Regions from separate parts of the Zea mays genome. Here region 2 is linked to region 1. The links are chromatin contacts, called in public Hi-C maps. All regions are on one chromosome and are shown on one strand. The core of a region is the stretch at or near the end of the contact, and the rest is flanking DNA. Distances in the headings are between cores, read along the strand shown. Region 1 has its middle 88 kb from the start of LOC103648815. Region 2 has its middle 16 kb from the start of pht13.

Region 1 (6,882 bases), core at 2,642-5,141:
AATAAGTGTTTGCCTAGTGAATAATTGTAAAGCCAATTAAGTGTCTAGTTCCTTTTCAACTAAGTCTGTCTATATATAAGTCGGAGCGAACTTATGGACTTAACTAATTTAATGTTAGGTAACTAATGGATGATTAAAGTGAACGTGGTAAATGCTTGTGCTCGTGATATCGTGTTTGTGTTGGGTAAATATAGGAAATGTTTGTCGTCCTTCTAGTGGTGTTATTGTGAACACCGATGACATGTAGTTAGCTAGCGCTGGTGTGTGTGGTTGCTCATGATGTCTCGCTACTAAGTGTTTAATTCGCTAGCATGTACTTGTAGTATCTTGTGATATATTTCATTCTATTCATACAGATGCATCTTGCATCTCATTTAGGCCGAGAGATGATGATCGTGCAAGTGATGTGGTGCCGACAACAAGATGCAGTTGGTGGACAACCTAAGGAAGGATGAACATAACCAGTGGATGCTCGCCAAGAGAGTACCCTCTAGCAAACACTATCTAAGTGTTGAATTCTAGGCAAGCCCCGGTTTTATACATAACCGTTATATATGCTATTTTACTGCACTTAATGATTATAGGTTTGTACTGTGCACTTAAGTGTAGAAGTTGTCTGAAACCCTAGCTACATGAACTCATGATTCCTTTGAGATGGATACTAGTATGCTAGGTCGAATAGCTGCTTTACTAATTAGGGATCTCAGTAGAAGTCGAGTGATTTTTCTAGCACTCGCGCGAGGTTAGGAATTGATTGTATCCATTTTTATATCGGAATGATGATGGTCTGTGCACAACGATCCATGGGGATGCGTTGTCTACGAGACAGAAATTGAAATAAGGATTAAGGTGTGGTACCGTGTGTCAAGCGTTTGAGCGTACTAAACACATGCCGAGAAATATGGTAAATCGGCAAGCCTAGTACCTGAATGAACCTGCCCGCGGATTGACCTCCTCACGCGACCTGAAACGTGGTCTCCCATTCCAGTTATGGTGGGTACAAGTGCGGTCACTGCACGACGGCAGTCGGGGTTAGTGAGGCATTGTACGCTAAGGCGGTGAGCCTCTTTTTGTTGCCAGGGAATCGATGGGGACGGTTGATGTGTGTGGGGACGGAGTGACTCGCCACGTCGTGTGTTTAGGTTTACCTTGCAAGGTTAAAACTCGATTCGAATCGTCTGCTTCTCGCAGCTAATGAGACTGCTTGATCCATGCTGCTGCATTGAGTAATAAGTGGAAATGAGATGACTGGCAAAAAATGTTGATACCAAACCCCTAAGCCAAACAGCTGCATGGTCTAGAGGTAGAGGAGTAGACTCCTCACACCGGGTAAGTCTAGCTGAGTATTAGTATACTCAGCCTTGCTTGTGGCATAATTTTGCAGGTAGCCCCCTTGATTTGGTTGATGGTGTGACTTGGCCTCCATCCCTGCCACCGGGATACACGGTCGAGTGGGTTACTGCTTCCACAGGAGAGGACCAGGAGGAGTAGCGTGGCCAGGCTTCACCATGTTACCCGGTTTTCTCCGTTAGTTATTTCCGCTACATTAAAACTTATGGTTATTATTATTTCTAAAACTCCGATGATGTAATCACTTCTGATACTTCTTAAATTTGTGGTATTATGCTTTATTGTATTTATCTGTGCCTCACCTTCGAGTGAGCTAGTGGTATTCGATCTTGGTAAGTGGCTTTATCGGACTAGATCCGAGGGACTGACGGGTTATTCCGGTTTAAGTGTGTTGCTACCTTTAAGGGTGCAACTTGGGCACTTAAGCTAGAATAATTCAGGTGGTTCCGCCACATCTGGTGTCACACCAGACTCCTCCATAGTGCCACTAGGAACTAGCTGTTGGGCTACTGTTCCCTGGTGCACTAGACAATCTGGTGGCGTGGCACCAAACAGTCCGGTGCTCTCAGCCGGTCGTTCCACTAGTGGCAACAGATTCTTCATGTCTTGGAATTTGCTTGATACTTGTTGATCTTCACTTATGGTATTTTTAATGTCTTCTTTTGAGGTGTTGCATCCACAGAGCCTTAGTCTAATCCTCTTTGCATCCTGTGAACTACAAACAAAAATACTTGCAAACGCATTAGTCCAAATGGTGATGTTGATCATCAAACACCAAAATCAATTAGTCAAATGGGCCGAGGTCCATTTTCCTTACAATCTCCCCCTTTTCGGTGATTGATGACAACACAACCAAAGCAAGCAAATATAACAAATATTTTGATGAAAATATACAATCTACTTGCTAGGATGCATGAATGTCCCCACAAAGTGAGATTATGGACTTAAGCCCCCCTAACTCCATAATTCACATACTTCCTATTTTAGACCAAAAACATTTGTAGAACCAAAACCACTTGTAAGTTCAAGATTTTAAATTTTAAATTGGGTGGTGTTTGGTGTTTGATATATTTTGAATTGCTTTGGTCCCTAAAACTTCTCCCCTTTTAGAATCAAACACAGAAAAGGAAGACATTAAAAGCATATAGGAAGCAAATAAGACCTGCCCTCTAAAAGATTACGCCCCCTAAAAGAGTGTTCTCCCCCTTTGAAAGAATATTCTCCCCCTTTGTCATAGATGAAGATTTACTCCCCCTGTCGGAGATCCTCTACTTAGGAAAAGCACTTGAGAAAGAGATGTAAAAGATATTTTTGAGTAGACTAACTCCCCCTATACATAGGTAAAAGATGTATTTTAATAACATATGCATTTATAGCAACATGGGAAGCATAAGATATGAAATATAGTCTAATCAAAATCTGGAGAAGACATGTAAATGATACCTATAGTGGAATGAAACCACTTGCAGAAGATGAAAATATTTGTAGATTTGTAGTAGAAGCTTATTGTCTTTCTCCATGGACAGTGACAGAAGGGCTTATGCGTGAACTCGTAGACTTATAGGTATAGTGACCGAAGGGCTTATGTGCGAAAGAAAAGGGAAGGATTAGTCAGGGACCCCGATGCAAACCAGTTTTTCCTTTCCCTTTAAATTAAATCTTTTACAAATTCTGCAGATAACTTCAAAAATTCATAAGTTGTGAAATAAATATCCAAATTTGGTCAAACCAATTTGGCTAGGCTCTGTACTAAATAAATTTTAGAGAAAAAATAGAAAACCACCTTAGTCCAGTACTATTTCTAGAAGTTTTTGTTAAATTAGGATATTGTTTAAAGTATGGAAATAAAGGGAATAATAGTAAAACTTGTATGCTATGTTTAAGAAAATTTTAGTAGATGCCTAATGTATAGTGGACCCATATAAAAATGTTGAACATCTTAGTTCACCCAATTAAGTGGAGATTTGCAATTGATTTATGTTCCTACCTATTCATTTAGAAAATGAAAAGTGACATAAAAATGTGTAACAAAAAACAACCTTATTTTTCTCAAAATATTAAAGTAATGTAGCTCTAGAGAAAAATATGAAAAGTTATAGTTGAGTAAGGAAATATAGTGCCACCTGCCCCATGAGAGAAATAGAGAAAACTTTAGAAAATTCTAGAAACCTTTCCCTATAGAGAAAATTTCCCAACTTTAGGAATGATTGCTCTTGTCCAAATAAAAGTTCGGAAAAACTTCCAAATTTGTTGTTTGACATTTTTCAAAAAGAAAGTTAGTTAAGAGCACCTTGTAGCCCAGAGCTTTAGAAATTCACAACTAATCATCCACTAAGTATCCCTTGGTAAAATTTGTCTCAAGGCTATGTAACTAATTGGGCCTGGTCTGTTGATTTTGGCCCAACCACTCCTCTTCCCCCGCCGGCCCAACGAGAAAGACGTACAGGTGGGACCCGCGGGTCAGCCGTCCCACGCACGCTACCACAACACCAAACTGGTAGGCCTCACAAGTCTGTCACGCCATACCAAATGCCTGCGTCGACATATGGGGCCCGTGACTCAGTCACTCTCTCTCCTAGCCATGCCCTGAGACTTACATAGGGGACCATGCTGTCAGCGCCAACCTCCCAACAAAATGCCCCTAATCCAGCGCGGCGTAAAAACCATGGCCGCAGTCTCCCCAGCTTGGTAGGTCACCGAGTCCATCCTGTCAAGCCTATAAGGAAGGGGAAGGGCGTCCTCGGCCACGTGCACACACCTCACAAAACCATAGGGCGCTTTGGCTCTGAGCACCGCACCATGAAGAGAGAAAGGGAGGGAAGGCGAAGGTTGCCACCGTCGGACTCGCGCTACGCTGGTGTCCAGAAGCTGTGGATACCCAGGGAGGCTCATCGGGGCCTATCGGACGAATACGCGGTGTTGCCGGGGTCGAGAATCGAGCGGCCCAATGACGATTTCTCGTCGCACTTCAACGTCCACCGCCATACCACGCTTGACCGTGGGCGGAGCTTGTGGTTTCGCAATCCCTGGTAATTACTTTGTCCTTTCCTTTGCCTTGTCCCTCTCGTGTCGGGGGTGGTGTTATTTCTTAGTTAGGATCGCTATTTACCGCAAAGCACTGTCCGTCGTCGTGCTCCACCGTGGGAGGCCAGCGGCGCAACCTCGCCAGGAAGATGATGGCGCTATCGTTGATGGCGTGATCAATGGTCGTGATCCAACCACCCATAAACCTCGCGCTCGCTCAGTCTTGTCCATCGTGATCTGGATGAATGGTGTGGATTAGATAGTGGCTTACCCCTTCGTCAATTAGATCCGAACCGCAGATCCAACTTTGGACGCCAGGAGGAAGATCTGGAATAATTTAAATCCTTACCTTTGATGGGTAATCCGAAGACTAGCAGTGCGTGCCGGTTCAAGTGGGGTATGATTTAATCTGTGTCGTCCATTTTTTTATCAGGCGACTGTTATCTATTCATAACTCTTCGGTCAGCCTTTTTTACATAGGAGCCCCTCAGTTCTGTGGTAATAAACTCGTCGTCCAGAATAGTTCAAAAGGAATTATTACTAGATCCTAGAATTCATAAAATAAACCCTAAGCTATTAGAAAATCCAAACCGCAACCCAGGAATTGAATTAATGGAATAAATTAATTCGGAAAATGTTTTCTAGTATAGAAATAATTCCAGAAACTTGTTTAATTCATAAGTAATTCATTTTAACTCCTTTTTGATCCATTCTAGTTGCATTATATTCGTATTAATATTGCTTATCATCTAGTAACCTTATTTTTGTTATGAAACATAGGTTAAAATTATGAACTTAATTTATTTCATATCTAACACTTAAATCTTCAGAAGATCATAACTCTTTAACCGTAACTCCAAATTTAGTGGTTCTTGAACCTATGATCTCGTTGCGATGCGTAGAACATTATGATGCAGTACGTTCTTATGTTTGGTGTGATGTTAATTTATCTTATACCATGTTTGTTTGTACTGTTGCGAGTAGACAAGCAAACAACCGAGGATCCCTATACTCAACAGGTTGAAAATACAGAGCAGGAGCTCATTGAAGGCAAGTTGTGCCCTTGATCACTTTTCTTGACCAAATAATGTTCCTGTTAATCATTATGATCTGCATAGGTTAAATTTGATAGGACCCAATAGGTCACCCTAGTTTGGTCATCTTTATACCTTGTAACCACTGAACTTTTGGGTAGTACAAGCTATTGCTTTTGTGGTTTTGGGTGTTAAGATACACATTTTTCATGATCATGCCTTTTATTACCAATGAGTTATTTACTATTCATGACAAGATCATTATATTAATTGGAACATGGAGCGACCACCCGGGAAAATAGTGCTACCACAAGGGTGGTATGGGACGCCCTTGGCTAACTAATTAGGAAAACTAGTGGAGGACTACCTTACCCGAAAGGGGCAAGGGAGGTAGGGGAGTTGTCGATATAGGGAGGTTCTCGGGTTGATCTTGCTGAGATAGCTTTTCAGACAGGGGATTCCTATATCACTCTCCTCAGAAACCGTAGCGGGTTTCCTGAAGCTAGTGGAACTTTGTAAAGGCCTCGTAGTGTTACCCTTCCTGGCCTCCTCGGTGAGGTGTATGGGGCCCGTACCACCCCGTGGTAGATGGGTAACATGACTTGTGGGTAAAGATGTGCAACCTCTGCAGAGTGTAAAACTGGTATATCAGTCGTGCTAACGGTCAAGAGCGGCTCAGACCCATACATGAGTAACTTATGGAATTAAATTTAATTGGTCATTTGCATCACATTGTGGTTTATTTATTAATTATGATCTCTCATTATTTGGGTTAGTATTTACTTATACTTAGTAACTGCTAATAAAACTTGACTAACTTATTAAAAGCAATGCTTTGCCTTAACCATTATTTGTTGATCAGCCTAACACTACACATTAGCCCCCACTTTTGGTGAGCTCATGCACATTATTCCCCACACATGTTGAGATATGAACTTTTGTGAGCTCACCCTTGCGATATATAAATCCCCCCACAGGTGAAGAGCAGGTAGACCAGGAGGAGGACTACTATGAAGAGTTTGATAAAGTCTAGGTGGCGTCTCCCAGTCAGATTATTAGCGCCAAGGAAATAATATTAGTTCACTTATTTTTTATCATTTATTTTTGTAAGACACTTCCTCTATGTAATAATGTTTGTGACATTTATCTCTATACACTTGGTCATTATATGTGTTGTTCTTCTTTGGCGCACATATGAGACGCACCCGGGTTTACCCCTTAAATCCGGGTGTGACATCCACCCCTAGAATCGTATGATCCCAAAGCTGATCCATCACTAAGGGGAATCCTTGATGAATTCAAGTTGTTAATACTTTGCTAAACGTAGCTGTTGAGAAGGTTCTGAGATAAGATGATTGAACTGTTGTAAAAACTTTTCCAATTTTATGTCTTGTAGACATGTAAAAAACATTCAAAAGCTTGTGTTTTGTTGTGAGTAAATACAATTGTGTACTGCGCTCAATTGAATTGTGTA
Region 2 (6,877 bases), core at 847-3,346, 250 kb after region 1:
CATATTCAGGAGCAATGCTAGCAGAGTTGTACATGGCACGAATATTTTGTCTACACGGTGTGCCCAAGAAGATCGTGTCGGACCGGGGATCATAGTTTACTTCTCGGTTCTGGCAGAAGTTGCATGAGTGCTTGGATACAAGACTCAACTTCAGCTCGGCCTACCATCCTCAAACTGATGGACAGACTGAGAGAACCAACCAAGTGCTAGAGGATATGTTAAGAGCTTGTGCTCTTAAACATGGTGGTAGTTGGGATAAGAGTTTACCATATGCGGAGTTCTCTTATAATAACAGCTACCAGGCCAGTTTAAAGATGTTCCTGTTTGAGGCTCTATATGGCAGAAAATGCTGGACTCCACTATATTGGGATCAAACTGGTGAAAAGCAGTTCTTTGGGCCAGAAATTATACAAGAGGCAGAAGGACAAGTCCGGTTGATAAGGGAGAATTTGAGAACCGCACAGTCAAGGTAGAAAAGTTATGCGGATACCCGGAGACGACTATTAGAGTTTAAGGAGGGTGATCACGTGTATCTAAAGGTGTCACCGATCCGGGGTATGCAGAGATTTAAAGTTAAAGGGAAGTTGTCCCCTTGCTTTATTGGGCCCTTCTTGATCCTGAAGCGAGTGGGAGAAGTTTCCTATGAACTAGAATTACCCGATCATCTTGCGGATGTACATGATGTCTTCCATGTATCCCAACTAAAGAAGTTTCTTAGGGTACCCGAAGAACAGCTACCTATGGAGGATCTCAGTGTTCAAGATGATCTGACTTATACGAAGTATCCTATAAAGATTATTGATACCTTGACTCGTGTCACGAGGAGTAAAGTGATCAAAATGTGCAAATTGCAATGGAGCCACCATGGTGAAGATGAGGCTACTTGGGACAGAGAAGAAGAGCTGCGAGTAGATTTTCCCCACCTCTTTTTAAGTCCATCCTAATCTCGAGGACGAGATTCTTTGTAAAGGGGTAGGATTTGTAAAACCAATAATTATAAAAACTCATAAAAGAGTTGGTCTCGTTACATGTCTTGTCATCCACTCATCATTTCATGGGGATAATCACAGTTAAGGAATTAAATAAGGCACATCAATAAATATGCAGCATATTGGAGTTTTGCTTGTTTGTGCACTTAATAATAAAATAATAATAATAGAAATATAATAATGAGATGAGAAATACAATACAAAATAAATATATAAATAAATTAATTCATCACATTTTGGAATCTAAAAGTGAAAAGAAAAAAATAAACAGAAAAAGAAAAGAAAAGGGAATCGCATGCACGGTCGCCACCTCGAGATTTCGGCCCGTTTTCCCCTCCCTTTGCCACGCACCGGCCCACTTCGTAACGCGTCGACCTGTTGTTGCCTACAGACCGGGCCCACATGTCCATAGATCCAAAGCGCATAGCCTCCTCGCTGTCAGGTGGACCAGTGTGGCCGTGTGTCCGTGCACCACGGGTCAACTTGGGCACTGGCAAGTGGGCCCCCCTTGTCGGCGTTTTCTTCTCCTCAGCAACGCCCATGCGAAATCGCCGCCATGGCGTTGGATCGTGGCCGCCTTTTTCTCCCCTCCTTGACCTCGGACTATAAGAATCATGCGGCCGCAGATCTCGACCAGTCATTACAAGGAAACTGTACCAAGCCACGAACCCCCCCATCGTCGGCGAAGCTTGGGGGATTGTCGTCGTGAAGTGGAATCGCGGGGACGCCATCGCCAGAGCTTCACAGGTAGGCCAGTGTACTTCGGCGGGACACCCAGGAATCATATGGGGACCTCTGGGACACGGGGATCAATCGGATTGCCAGGAATTCCTCATCGGAGACACTTCTCTGCCACGGGCCGCACCGCTCCGAGGGTGGAGCACGTTAAGACGCCATTGTAGGTAAGAAGCCTCGAGATCGGTTCACTCTATTCACCATAGTGCGTAGCACATAGTAACTGCCTGGGTTAGTCTGGGCCATTGATCTCTTGCACGATGGCCACGATCTTCCAGACTCGTCAATCAGAAGGCGCGGGATGTGCTCAAGCTGTTTAGCACCAGGGGCGTATGATTAGGATCTAGCGGTAAGCATAGTGTAGCCCTTAAAGATGACCGCGTTCTAATATTGGCCTTTGGATCTGATCCAATGGATGAAATCCGAGGATACCCCTTCGCCGCGCGCACCTTCTAAAAAGGACCCTAAAATTATAGGTTATCAACCTGGCCTGCCGTCCACCCAGGTTGACATTGAGTCTTGGGAAAATTATGGTTTAGACCCCGAGCTTCTCTGATTTATGCGTGCGGTCCAAAGAACAGAGAAATTAGATAAGATATTATAGAAATTGATTTATAATATAAAAATAATTCTAGAAACTTGTATAATTCATATTTAATTTATTTTAACTTCAAATTGATCCATTCCAGTGACATTAATTTTGTTTTAATATTGTTCGTCACTTAGTAACTTTGTGTAGCCATGAAACATGAGTTAAAATTATTCACCTGAATTAGTGCACACCAAGCACTTAATAACTTCAGAAATTCATAACTCGACAACCGTAATTTCAAATTTAGTGAGTCCCATTCCTACGATCTTGTTACGATTCGTAGAATATTGTCATGCATTATGTTCTACTGTTTGGTGTAATGTTAATTTCTTCTATACTATGTTTGTTTTTATTGTAACGAGTAGACGAGCTAGCCACAAAGGATTCAGGGGTTCATCAGGTGGAGACTGCTGAGCAGGAGCTCGTGAAGGCAAGTTGTGCCCTTGATCACTTCTTTTTACCCAATAATGTTCTTGTTAATCATAATGATCTACATATGTTAATTTTGATGAGATCCAATAGGTTACCCTAGTTTGGCTATCTTTATACCTTGTTTACCACTGATCTTTTGGGTAGTACCTGCTACTGCTTTATGTGGTTTTGGGTATTGAGATACACATTATTCATGATCATACTTTTATTATCAGTTTGTTATTTACTGTTCATGATAAGATCATTATGTTAATTGGAACATGGAGCGACCACCCAGGAAAACAGTGCTACCATAAGGGTGGTATGGGACGCCCTTGGCTGACTAATTAGGAAAGCTAGTTGAGGACTACCTTACCCGAAAGGGGCAAAGGCAGTAGGGGAGTGGTCGGTGTAGGGAGGCCTTTGGGTTGATTTTGCTGCGATGGCGGTCAGGCAAGGGGTCCCAACATTGGAGCTTCTTAGAAACTGTAGCAGGTTTTTTGAAGCTAGTGGAACTTTGTAAAGGCCTCGTAGTGTTACCCTGCCTCGCTTCCTTGGTAGAGATGTATGGGAAGTCGCGATATCTTGGCAGATGGGTAACATGACTTGTGGGTAAAGATGCACAACCTCTGCAGATTGTAAAACTGGTATATCAGCCGTGCTCTTGGTTATAAGCGGCTCGGACCCTCACGTGATTAATTTATGGAATTAAATTCAATTTGTCATTTGTATCGCATTGGGATTTATTATTATTTTGATCTACTATTACTCTGGTTTGATATTTACTTACATTTAGTAACTGCTAATAAAATTTGACCAACTTATAAAAGCAATGCTCAGCTTTAACCCTTATTTATTGATCAGACTTACACTTCACATGGGCTCCCACCTTTGGTGAGTTCATGCACATTCTTCCCCACAACTTGTTGAGCTATGATCTTTTGTGAGCTCAATCTTGTGATATATAAACTCCCCCGACAGGTCAAGAGCAGGTGGTCCAAGAGGAGACGCCCTACAATGAAGAATTCGAGTTGATCTAGGTGACGTCTCCCAGTCAGCTTTGTGGCGCCAGGGAATAATATTAATTCGCTTTATTATTATCATTTTTTGTAAGACTTTCTCTATGTAATACTGACACTTATGTTATATGTGACATTTATCTCTATACACTTTGACATTATATGTGATGTTCTTCCTTGGCGCACATATGAGACGCACCCGACTTTATCCTTTAAATTCGAGTGTGACAGTAAAGCACAAGGAACAACTTCCAGGCCATCATAATTTTATCCTTTCACACCAGTGCGGGCAGGTCTACTATATGTTATACCAAATCCAAAGTTTAAAGCATGGTGGGTAGTTCACAAGGTGAACCCTAGGGAACGTTTACATACTCCTTGCACTGCTGGTTATCAATTCGAAGACGACCAGACCGATGAGGTTTATCAAGAAGAAGAATTGCCACCCACTTTTAATGTCGATGAGGGTGTTGCACTCAACTCACTAGTCGGAGACCGTGATGATATCACTACTGATGAGGGTGTTGCACCGAAATGAAAAAAAATCCATGGAACAAAAAAACCACATTGCGAGCTTTGGATCGAAGAAGACTCCTTGGTCGTGATTCCGATGAGTTTTGATTTGTAATGCATAATTTAATTTTATGTGATGTATTATTTGTTTTTTATTAATTATATTTAATTTTATGGAGCTAATACCTTTAATGTTTTTCTATTGAACAAGCTGAGTGGTAGGAAAACAAAACACACTACGAGGGGGTTTCTTAATGCGGCTAGCAGGATAGTCCCTGGTGCACGTTCCCTTTTCCAAGGGAGTTCTTCTAGCCAGAACTGACAGGAGGCATTGCAAAGGAGTGCCGATGTAAATGTTTATGTAATTGATCTTATTTGTCATTCACTTATATATAACTGTGTCTGTTGGGGGCCTTCGGCTTCCGAAGGTTCTCAAAAACATGATTTAACAATGTTTCTGGAGTATGATATATGAACAGGTACCTTCAGACTTAGGTCATAACCACAATATGAAGAAGCACAAAGAATACGAAGGATGGCGCAGAGCCGAAGCTATGTGCAGGGGAGCTTCAGCGTGATAGCAGAAAAGGAAACCGACTTAAAGGGGAAAAGACTATTTAGACCCCGATGGATTACTATAGAGTTATTAGCAAATGTAAAGGGCATGGGTGTAATTTTACATAGGTTGCGTCCCGTGCCTATAAATAGATGAACAGTGCTCCCGTACTGTTCACGCTGACTTGGCATTTGCTTTTGCGTCACGCTTGTACTTTTGCCTTCTTTCGAGCCGAAGGTATATTTGTAATTTGTTATCATTTCTATCTTTCCATAATAATAAAATAGAAATGAGTTAATGATAATATTTAAGCATTTATATTATTTTTCATATTTTGTATGAATCCTTCTTTATTATTTGTTGTACCTACGAAGGCATGTCCCTCATAACCTTCGTCCGACACTCATTATATCCCAAGGGAAATAATGCTTCGAATAACGAAGGATTTTAATGTTTAACAATTTCTGTGTTGCCTTGTTCTTAACTCATAGCATTTAAGGACAAGTCCCCAACATTGGCGCCCACATCCGGTGAACCTTTTTCGATCACCTTCGGCAAGCATCGAACTTCGTCATGCCACCAAAGAAAGCTTCAGTAACAGGGACTGCCGCTCTGCAGCCGCTGGACCTGAACCAGGAGACCCTTTCTCTTCGAGAGGCTCGAAGCCAGAAGAGGAAGGCCACCAGTCCAACACCCCAAGAGGATGAGTTGGACCAAGAGATCAGGAATATGGAGATGCTTCATCAGCAAGTACAAAAGAAGAAGGAAAAAATGGCTCGGCTAGCTGACCTACAAAAGCAGATTGACGAAGCCACTGAAGAAGTACGTCATCTTACTCAAGATGAGCAAAACCGAAGGCCCCAACACAGAGAGCTTCACCAAGAGGGTTTCTTCAACGAGGATGATTGGTATGAGAATTTCCATCATGGAAATTTTGCTTTTGACGATGCTTCTCCTCTGTCAGCAGAACTGCGGGCTACACCTTGGCCCCCGTCTTACAAGCCACCCCAGCTCCCCATGTATGACGGACACTCAGATCCGAAGCAGTTTCTGATGAGCTACGAAGCTACCATATCTTCATATGGTGGCAACACTGCATTCATGGCGAAATCCTTCGTCATGGCGATCAAGAATGTTGCACAAACCTGGTACTCCTCTCTTCGGCCAGGAACAATCACATCATGGCAGAAGCTGAAGGACATGCTGATCACCAGTTTCCAAGGGTTTCAGACGAAGCCGGTTACTGCTCAAGCTTTGTTCCAGTGCACGCAAGATCACGAAGAATACCTCCAGGCGTATGTCCGAAGGTTCTTGCGTCTGAGAGCACAAGCGCCAACAGTGCCCAATGAAATTGTCATTGAGGCCATGATCAAGGGGCTTCGGCCAGGACCTACGACCCAATACTTCGCCAGGAAGCCCCCTCAGACCCTAGAAAAATTGCTTCAGAAGATGGATGAATACATCCGCGCTGATAATGACTTTCGGTAGAGAAGGGAGGAAGCTTACAGGTTCTCCGAAATGACCAGGGGCTTCGGAGGAAGAGTCCACCCAAGGCACGTCAGATCAATCCACTCTACTCAGAATGACGATAGAGGGGGTCAGCAACAGAGGCCGCAATATTCCTCCCAGGCTTCGGGGCAGCAACAAAGCTATCCTCGGCCTCCAGCTCCAAGGGGCAGAGGTGCCAGGGGCTTCGGTGGAAGATTTGGGGATCAGCCCAGGAAAATTTATTGCCTATTCTGCGGTGAGGACAAGGGCCATACTACAAGGATGTGCCATGTCACCATCTAGAAATAGAAGGAGATAGTAGAAGCTGCAGCTCAATAGAACCAGCCGAAGCAAGTTATGCATACTGCTTCGTATCATTCACCGTACATACCAGAGTATGTGGGTAACCATCCTGCAGTTTCTGTTGCTTCGGCAAGCCAATCTCAGGCATCTTGGCAACAACCTCCACCTCCACCACCAATGCAACCCGCATATCCCCAAGGCCAGCAGCCAGAGGGGAGCCAGCACACTCACCAGCAGCGAAACTTCAGGGAACAGTCCGAAGCTCGCATAG

The links. A called contact is a pair of places that touch in the nucleus more often than the background predicts.
Region 2: a Hi-C map of tassel shows a contact between it and region 1, with 2.3 times the contacts expected there. The contact joins two enhancer-like sites. A contact is called at or near these places in 3 of 25 Hi-C or Micro-C datasets (endosperm, leaf and tassel).

The regions. Positions count from the first base shown.
Region 1 is chr2:101,994,675-102,001,556 of Zm-B73-REFERENCE-NAM-5.0, forward strand. No RefSeq gene overlaps it. Among protein-coding and RNA genes, the nearest start is that of LOC103648815, 88 kb to the right of the region's middle. Within about 2 kb of position 3,892, at least 18 of the 20 cell types and tissues checked have an H3K27ac peak or open chromatin away from gene starts, as enhancers often do. A contact at or near this core is called in leaf and tassel, where this site is marked.
Region 2 is chr2:102,245,610-102,252,486 of Zm-B73-REFERENCE-NAM-5.0, forward strand. No RefSeq gene overlaps it. Among protein-coding and RNA genes, the nearest start is that of pht13, 16 kb to the left of the region's middle. Within about 2 kb of position 2,097, at least 16 of the 20 cell types and tissues checked have an H3K27ac peak or open chromatin away from gene starts, as enhancers often do. A contact at or near this core is called in leaf and tassel, where this site is marked.